Linked DNA regions of Ovis aries: all the other regions are linked to region 1. Evidence: chromatin contacts called from public Hi-C data. All regions are on one chromosome and are shown on one strand. Each heading gives the region's core, a stretch centred on a gene start, on an enhancer-like site or on the middle of the called end of the contact. The rest is flanking DNA. Distances are from core to core; before and after follow the strand shown. Region 1 has its middle 150 kb from the start of GLUL. Region 2 holds the start of GLUL (glutamate-ammonia ligase). Region 3 has its middle 6.9 kb from the start of ZNF648.

Evidence for each region. A called contact is a pair of places that touch in the nucleus more often than the background predicts.
Region 2: a Hi-C map of hypothalamus shows a contact between it and region 1, with 5 times the contacts expected there. The contact joins the promoter of GLUL here to the enhancer-like site in region 1. A contact is called at or near these places in 7 of 16 Hi-C or Micro-C datasets (blood, hypothalamus, muscle and 2 more).
Region 3: a Hi-C map of hypothalamus shows a contact between it and region 1, with 4 times the contacts expected there. The contact joins two enhancer-like sites. A contact is called at or near these places in 2 of 16 Hi-C or Micro-C datasets (hypothalamus and liver).

Annotation. Positions count from the first base shown.
Region 1 is chr12:62,771,154-62,774,135 of ARS-UI_Ramb_v3.0, reverse strand. No RefSeq gene overlaps it. Among named protein-coding and RNA genes, the nearest start is that of GLUL, 150 kb to the left of the region's middle. Within about 2 kb of position 1,480, at least 13 of the 54 cell types and tissues checked have an H3K27ac peak or open chromatin away from gene starts, as enhancers often do. A contact at or near this core is called in hypothalamus, where this site is marked.
Region 2 is chr12:62,922,028-62,924,951 of ARS-UI_Ramb_v3.0, reverse strand. It overlaps GLUL (glutamate-ammonia ligase), which reads left to right and starts at 1,395. Exons shown (of 8, transcript XM_060396185.1): 1 at 1,395-1,515; 2 at 2,295-2,653.
Region 3 is chr12:62,620,388-62,623,087 of ARS-UI_Ramb_v3.0, reverse strand. No RefSeq gene overlaps it. Among named protein-coding and RNA genes, the nearest start is that of ZNF648, 6.9 kb to the right of the region's middle. Within about 2 kb of position 1,442, at least 9 of the 54 cell types and tissues checked have an H3K27ac peak or open chromatin away from gene starts, as enhancers often do. A contact at or near this core is called in hypothalamus, where this site is marked.

The DNA of each region.
Region 1 (2,982 bases), core at 231-2,730:
ATTGCAGAACCCTTCACTGTGTGGTAAGCACTATAGGGTTAGCGGCAGATCAGTGAATAAAAAAGAAGAGACAGCTGCTTTCTTACAGCTTTCGCTAGGTAAGGGAGATAGACTAACACGACACAAATAAATTACGTCAATGTAATTGTGGTAAGTGTTAGGAAGAAGAGCTGGGTACTATGAAAGCAAATAGAAGGGTGGCAATGATTCAGAAAAATTTCCATGAGGAAAGCTGAGCCCTGGAGGATTAGCCAGAGGAAAGAGAGGAGAGTTTGGGGAAATGACCTAATCAGGAAATAATAGCATGAAAGGAGGAACAGTCAGGTGAAAAATGAATCTGAAAAAAATAAAGTCATCTATAAAAGCAAAACCCAATGAACAGAAGGCAAAACAAAGCTAAACCACAGTGGGGCAAAAATCTACTCCAAAAAGCTGCAATGGTGGCAGGCGTGTGGGTTCAGGGCTTCCTCCATCCAGGTGGCTTTCATCTTTTCCACACTGACAGCAAAAGGCCTTTTGTGGAAGCACAAGGTCATGTCCTTTACTACCATACCCCTAAGATGTTACCCTAAGGCAGACAGATGCCATGAATTCTTTGTAGAATTAACAGCCCTGCATGGTGGATAGCACACATTTTAAACTCTAAAGAGAACCACAGTCTGGAGAAGGTAAGTGACTTCCTCAAAGAGTTAAAGATGGAGATGAACCAACTCCAGGTGGTCTGACTCTTTATGTCTGACCACAGGCTCATTCTTCTTTGCATCCTAACTGGCACCCATATAGTTATTTGGTCCCAGCCTGTTGTTTAGTAGGGGAAGCTGGAGCTCACAAAGGTTCACACACTCATGTGAGACCATGGGAGTAGAGGCCAGTGTAGGATTACATCGCTAATCCATATATCTTCCCCATTTCTTGCTGTTTAGTGAAACGTAGTAAAAACACACAGTTGAGAATTAATTATGATAGGATGCCAAAACTACATATAAACTGATCATCATTTTTCTTGAGTTACATGCCTTTCTCCCCTGAAAACTTCAGTGTTGAAATATATAGTGGAAACTTATTATTTAAAAAAAAACCAAACACTTAATGATATGTTTTGTCATGAAGTAATCACACTTTTGAGTTCTTGGATTTTGAACTATTTTAAAGCAGGATATGCTTGCATTAAACAACTGATTTATGACTTTTATATAATATTCTTCTACATTCATCTAATAAAATGTAAAGTCTTAAAGTATATTTAATTGGTTAGTTTCTCTAATAAAATCTTGAATATAGAATAGTATCTTGGCACCTACGCTGAATAATGAAACAATACAAGGGAACAGGAAGATAAAAATGATAACCATTTGCTCCATCAGAAAGAACAGGGCATCTCTTATTATCAAGTTGCTTCTAATTAGTCTTAATAAACATATCACTCACTCTTCTGGCCTTGGATTCTACCTCTGAGAAATGCAGAGATTACACCTGATGGTATGTATGATCCCTTTTAGATGTGAACTTCAATGAAACAATGGGTCTCAGAGGTATATTTACAACCAGCCCACTTTCTCCTCCTCAACGACCCTCAGCCATCATTCTCATCAGCAGGCCCTTAACTTTGGGACTTCCAGCCCTTCCCTACAGGGTCTCAGAAATACTAGAGGGAACTTCTGACATTTTCAATTCCTGGACCTCAGCGCCCCCTAGGCACACATAGATAAACTGTAGCTCTGGGGGAATCAGGACTATGGGAAGCTGGTGTCTCACTAAGGTCAACGCCAAATCCCTGAACTTCCCTGTGTGTTTGCTGTGCCAAGAAAGGCAGGGCAGGGAGGGAGCTGGGAAGGACAAGAGGGAGTGGGTGGCAAGATGGAGTGGGTGGCAAGAGGGAGTAGGTGGCCAGCTCTGTCATCAACCAGACACTACAGGGGCTCTGGGTGGCTGTCTCCCTAACAACAGATACATTCGGAATGGGAGGGGGTGGGCTAGAAGCCAACCAGACCCTACCCCGTGGAAATATCACTGGCCACATAGTGAATATATTGGGCTAAAGAGTAGTTACTGGAAAAATTTTATTGTTCAACTAAATCCATTCACAGTAAACTATTCAAAGTTTACTAAACATAAATTATTTGCACTGCTTACATTGTCTTCCTGTCCCTATGCCTGCCAGGCACATGTATCATTGGGTTTCATCCTAGCATATCTACCATTCTTGCTGCCTTTTTCATTTCTGATACTGTTTTGTATACATACCTCCCATATTCACAGTCCACATAACTATTACCTTAAACCTTTTGTGATATGGCTAAACTGCAGTGAGGCACTTTTTCAGAAGCTCGTGCCCGTGTATTACATATGTGGTATATGTGTTCACTGTATATGTTTGTGAGTGTAAATCTGGGTTGTGTGCATTATATGTGAGCATGTGTGTACTGTGCACGTGTGGTGTATGTTCATGCGTGTGGTATGGTGTGTGTGTATGTATCTACTTGAGGTATGTATATTTGTGTCTGTGTGTGTGTATGTGTATGTGTGGTTATGTGACTGTCTGTTTTTGTGTGGTGAGGTGCGTGGAGGGTTGTGTGATGGGTGTGGTGTGTGTTTGTGTACCTGGTGAACCTCTGCATGTGGAGGGGTGTGTGGTATGTGTATAGGCTTGCGTATGTGTTGTGCACCTTTATGTGTATATTTGTATGTGTATTTGTGGTGTGCATGTCTGTTTCTATGTGTGTGATGTTGGGTGGGTATGTCTATTTCCCTCTGTGTGTGTGACTGTGTTTCTATGTGTGTGTGTTCACTCCTGCATGGGGACTGCAGCCCCACAGCTCTAGGTCTGGGGCCCTCCTCTCAGACCTCAGCATCCCCCTGCCAGAATACAGAGCCTTCCTGGGCACCCACATGGACTGCGGTCTGTGTCCAGAGAGAGCGGGAAAGCGCTTCCTGTGGTAAGTGTTTACAAGTCTGCACAGTTGTGTGCCTGGGTATGTGATA
Region 2 (2,924 bases), core at 146-2,645, 150 kb before region 1:
AGAGGCCAAGTTATGTGTGTGGTCACAGGCAACATTTCTTTTCCATATTTGTGGTACAAAAAATAACCAGAAGAGCAAACTTCTTCCCTTCCTCTTCCAAAGAAACATGATTTCTTAGTTTTCAAACAGAAAATCTCATATACTGGGGCTCTCGAAAGGTGCGATAAAGGCTAGACACCGTCAGGAGGATTCAGGCAATAAAAACAGTATGATTAAATCTTATCACTGGTAGCAATGAAGACATTATATTTATGTGTGTTGTATACATATATATAAAATTGTGTATCTGTTGACAAACATCCCTTTCAAGACTTTGTTCACACACACATTTTCTCAACTATCCTAATACAGCTCTGAGGAGAGAAGAGGAAGGGGTACTGATTCTCGTTTTCCAGATTTCAAAGACGTTCAATAAATTACATGAAAAGCAACACCAGACAGAACTTAAATTTTTGACGTACCCTAGGTTTCACAGGGGGAGATGCCAAGACCTCAATCCCCTGTCAGCTGTCCTTGGGAAACAGTTCGCACAGAGGATTTCAAATCTGTTGCGCGGCTCTAAAGGTCCTCTCTTGAACCGTTTTATTTGATTTGCAGAAAAGGGAACTTGGGTCCAGAGAGGCTGCAGAGTTGCCTCAGGTGTGGCAGAGGCCGGCTCTGTGTCTCCGCCCGCAGGGACCCTCTCTACGCAACGAGACAAAACACCGCGCGTTCACTACAAACGGGAGATGGGAGACTCCAGGTCACATCCCCAAACCCGCCGAGGGGGCCGGCCAGGGGGCTCTTTCCGGCCTACCTCCGGCAGCCCCCTGTCTGCGCCGCCCCCTCCGAGGCCCGCCCAGGCACCGGGGAGCCCGGGGCTACTGCGCCCCCCGCCCCCCCCCGAACCTCAAGCAGGACCTGAGGGCCGGGCAAGGGAGTGGAGGTTCTCTAACAACGAAAGGCAAAAGCTGGTGCCTGTGGGTTGGAATTTCCTCTGGGGCGTGCAGTGGGACCTGGGAAAAGAATCCTCCCTCAGAATATCTGAGCTGGGGGCGCCGCGGGGGAGAGCACGCGGGGACCGCCCGGGGCCAGGCGGGCGGCGGCGCGGCGGCGCGCTGCAGCCCCGGCGGCGGGGTCCTTCCCGGCAGGCCCCGGGCCCTCCGCCCGCCGCCGGCCCGCCCTGCCTCGCGCCCCTCCCCCCACGTCCCCTCCCCCACCGCCCTTTCCCTTTCTTTCTTTCCCGGGTCCGCTCGCCCCCACCCGGCGGCGCCCGCTCGGCGGCTCGCCCAATGGCCGTGGTGCCGGGACGGTGCATCAGCTGATCCGCCCGGGCTCCGGGCCTCTGGGAACCAATCAGGGCGCCGGGGGCGGCCCCGGCCGCCGATAAAGCGTGCGGGGCGGCGGGCCGCCCTGCAGAGCGGAGAATGGGAGAAGAGCCGGCTGTCTAAGCAGCGCCTCCTGGTCCTCCTCGCCACTCTTCTCCTCACCTCGCTCTCGCCGCCTGCTCGCCCTGCCGCTTTGCTCGGCGCCTAGGTAAGCACCTAGCCGGCCCGGGGAAGAGGGCGGGAAGAGGGCTCGGAAGTGTGCCGCGCCGGCCCGGCCGCCGCTCCCTGACCGATCGTCTCGGCCTCTTCCCACCTCCTGGCCCTACTCTGCACCCCGGCCTGGAGGGAGGGGGAGGGGAGGGCTCCTGCTTGCTTTCGCTGCCCGCGGGTCTGGGTCGGCGATGGTGGGGCGCCAGGCTTCGCGGAGGGCGGGGAGTTGTTTTGATCTTCCTTCAGCTGCTGGCGGCCTGAAGCGCCGCCCCTGGAGGTCGCTGGGCAGGACGAGCCGAGGAGCCCGCTCGGCCCGGCGCCGCCCGCTCGGCCGTGGGGCGTGCGTGGTGGATGGAGCGGTCCCCCTGCGCGAGCCTCGCCCTCTTTCTCCGCGGCTGCGGGCCCCGGGGCGCGGTTAGCTGCCTGCGCCGAGGCCAGGTGCCGGGAGAGTCGGTGGTGCGCCCGCTCCCGCCGCGGGGTCTACCCCTGTGACTGAACAATGGGGAGCCCGGGAGCGCGGCGTGGCCGGCGGGCGCGGCGGGTGGAGAGGCCTGGCTGGCCGGACAGGGGCAGCAGCGGCGCGCTGTCCCTCCGGCGGACTCCCCAGCTGCCGCCCCCCCCACCACCCCGCCCCGGCCTTGGAGGGGTATGGCCCCCTTGGCGACGCCCTGAGATCCAGACGGGGGCCCAAGGGGCGGGGCGCCGACTTTTGGGACGTTTCAGTGGGAAAGGGCTGCTCTCAAAGTGGATTTTCCCAACTACCCTGGGGGCGGGAAGCGGGGATGCTCCCCCGGCCGCAAATCCGCGAAGAAGAACGCGAACGAAGATGAAGACGACCTGGAATCTCGGTCCTCGGGGTCCCCCTCCAACTGTTTCGGCTTCGTCGCCTACTCGGTGAATGCCGGAGAGAAACCGCGAGTCAAGATCAAGTCGACTCAGGAGCCTTCGTATTCCTGCTCCACCCGGTGCGATTCCGACCGCGCTTCGACTCCCTCTCCCTCTCCGTCTCCCTCGCCCAGAAAGCTCCGGTGCGTGGACCAGCGAGAGCCGGAGACCCACGAGAGGCGCGAACGCCACTCCAAAAGGAGAAGGGCCAAGGAGGGCATCATCGATACCTTTGATCTTACCTGGCTGGGGTGAGTGAGGAGCAGGGATCCAGGACCCTGCTCCCACCACAGCTGCAAGAAACCGCTAAGGACCGCAGAATCCCAGCCCTCCATCCCCCCCACCACCACGTAAAATCTCGACATCTCGGCGGCACTAGTTGATAGAGCAGGCGGCTGTTGGCATCCAACCTGTCACGGAACCGAGTTGGCATCACCGAAAAGAGCAGGCCCCCGAGGCTTAAGGGAGAAAGTGTGACTTGAAATTGGAGGTGGTAACCGGTGGGAGAGGAAAGCCAGGGAT
Region 3 (2,700 bases), core at 193-2,692, 150 kb after region 1:
CTCTAGGGGTTGGGACGGCCCATGGGATGCCTATTTCCAACACAATTGGGAAGATGTACACAAATGGCCATTTCACTTGGCGCCACAAGGGAGAGTCAGAGAATGTGCCCCAGTGGGTGGAGCAGGAAGACAGACCACAGGGAGGCTGGACGCAGGCCTCACAAGCAGCATCTGAGAGTGACTTTCAGAAACACATAGCATTTGTTTTCTTTTTCTTTTTAATTTTTGGCACACACTGCAGGGCATGTGAGATCTTAGTTCCCAATCAGGGATCGAACCCAGGTCTCCTGCACTGGCAGCGTGGAATCTTAACCATTGGACCACCAGGGACATCCTTGAAGCACATAGGATTTGGGTGGCAGGGGCAGTCTAGGAGGAAACAGAGGGAGAAGCAGGAAGGCATGGAGGCAGGAAGTGGTGGATGGCAATGTAGGGCACCATCAGAGTGGGTCTCCACCAGGCCAGCTCTTTCAGGTTGGCTGATTGACACCTGAGCTCCCCTCCTCGAGAGTTTCCCCACACTGGCAGCTTTGTGCCCAGGGCCATCTGGGAGCAGTGACTTGCAGGGGTGAGGGGTGCCAGGAATAGCTGCAGGAGGAAGTGGCGGCAACAGTGTGGTCTCCTGCTGTGAACACCCAAAGTCAGTACCCCGCCCTCCCCAGCCCAGAATTTCCATGCAACGTGGGCCCCTGATCAATACCAGGATGCCCTCCATGGGCCTCAGCTTCCTGGGATGTGCTGGAAATAACCACCTACCCGAGAGGCGATGGAGCTGGCTGCTAAACTGTTTGTTTCTGCAGACTTGTCAACAAGCCCTGCAATGGGGTTAACATTTAGCTGGTGGTGAGAGGGGCTGGGTTCTGGCCGCAGCCTGAGCCAAGGCAGGTCAAGAACAAGGTGAGTGGCAGGGAGAGGGCTACAGTGGGAGCACAAGGCTGTGCCGAGGGCACTGCTCATCCTTCACCAGCAGGCAGCTCCTGGAAATATCTGCTCAGTCTTCCCTGATGAAGTTCGTGCCTTGGGCAGAGTGGTGGGCGGTAAGCTGAGCTGGGTCTTCCTAACTGATAGTCAATTTTGTGACTGAAGGGCTGGCCTATGGAATCAAATCAGGCAAATGAGAATGTGGTCTGCTGATGGCAAAATCACCTGGGGTTTCCCAGGGAACATCCATGAATTATGATTTAGTAGTTTTGGGTGACACCTGTGCTTTTTTTTTTTTTTAAACAAGCATACAAGACCTGTAGATCTAAGAAAGTGTGGAATAAGGTTGGATCCGCAGATGGTTTCAGATCCTACTGCATGTAAAGCTGCTGGCATCCTGACCTTGTCTGTGCCTCAAATCACCCTGAGACTGGTCTAGAGAAGGCCCCCTGGGGGCTGCCTCCCACAGCAAGATGTCTTGTAGCTTAATCTGGGGAAAGGAGTCCCTCATCGGAGGGGCAAGGCTGCCACCTGCTGGTCCATTCTAGAAATGTCTCCTAGTCTCAGATACCTGGTGTAAACAGAGGTGGGGAAGCCAGGGGATGTGGGCATGCCCTCCCTTTCCTATTCTGTCTTTGAATGTCCTGTTCTGAGAACTAGTGTCCCTCAATCTTGCACCTCTTCTGGTGCCTCTCATCTAAGCCCATCTTCTCTGGGCAACCACCAGTCAACAGGCAGATTCTGCAGACCCACCTTCTTGCCCGGAATTCCGTTCAGTCTAGTACCTACTTGATACGAGCCAGTTGCAGGCTGGCCAGACAGGGGCAAATAATGCAGAGTTTGAGAAGTGAGGATGATTCATGAATATGCGCTATTTCTATCTGAGGTGACATCTGAGCTGAGAGTAAGTGGGAGACAGGCAGGTGGAAAATAGGAGAGGAGATTCAAGGCAACAGGGCTAGCAAGCTAGGCTATTTGAATATAGAAACTGAACTGTCTTATTTTTAATCCATTTCTTGGCTGCCCCCAAAAGGATGGAATGCTAGCATTTCTCCTCAATTTCTTGACAAATTTAAAGATTATGAGACAGGGAAACAAGTTTTTCAGTTACTGAGATTAGACTTGGAGTTTTAGGGGCCTCCAGGTTAGGTGTGAAAGGACAAGAGAGAGGCCTGGGTTTGAGGGAAGAAGCTGTATAACCAGAGCAAGCAGGAGGCAGAGAAAGATTCTCCTCTCTGCAGAGTTCTCCTGGTCCGATGTGATAAGGGCTCCCAGCAACCACTCCCAACCTGGCCCTGCAGCACCCCAGGGACTCATCAGGCCCCAGAGGGAAGCGGCCAAGGCTCTAGGATGTTCTGCCCTCCCAGCCTTGCAAAGAACTCTCAGGTCCCGAGAATGGCAGTGAAGGATCCCTGAATCTGCAGACCTGTGAGCCCCAGCTGTCTCCATGGTAACCTGTAGAGACAAGTGTCCAAGGACCAGATCCACTGGTCCTATGAGGGACTCTTGGACCTTGTCATAGATCAGAAATAGAGAGATATGCATTCAAACCACAGTGAGAAAACAAAGGAACTCAGTGTTCCTGCACACCAGGGTCTGTAGCAGATGCTACTGATAATAGGTACGAAGAAGGTCAAGACACGGCACCGGAATCAAATGGAGAAGGCGGACCTTTTGAAGAGCTGGTTAATAAAGCCGTCTGGGTGGTGGGTGGGAGGCCAGCTGTCCAGGACGTTCTGTGGCTCCGTGGTTGCAGAATCCCAGTCAAATGTGTTTCCC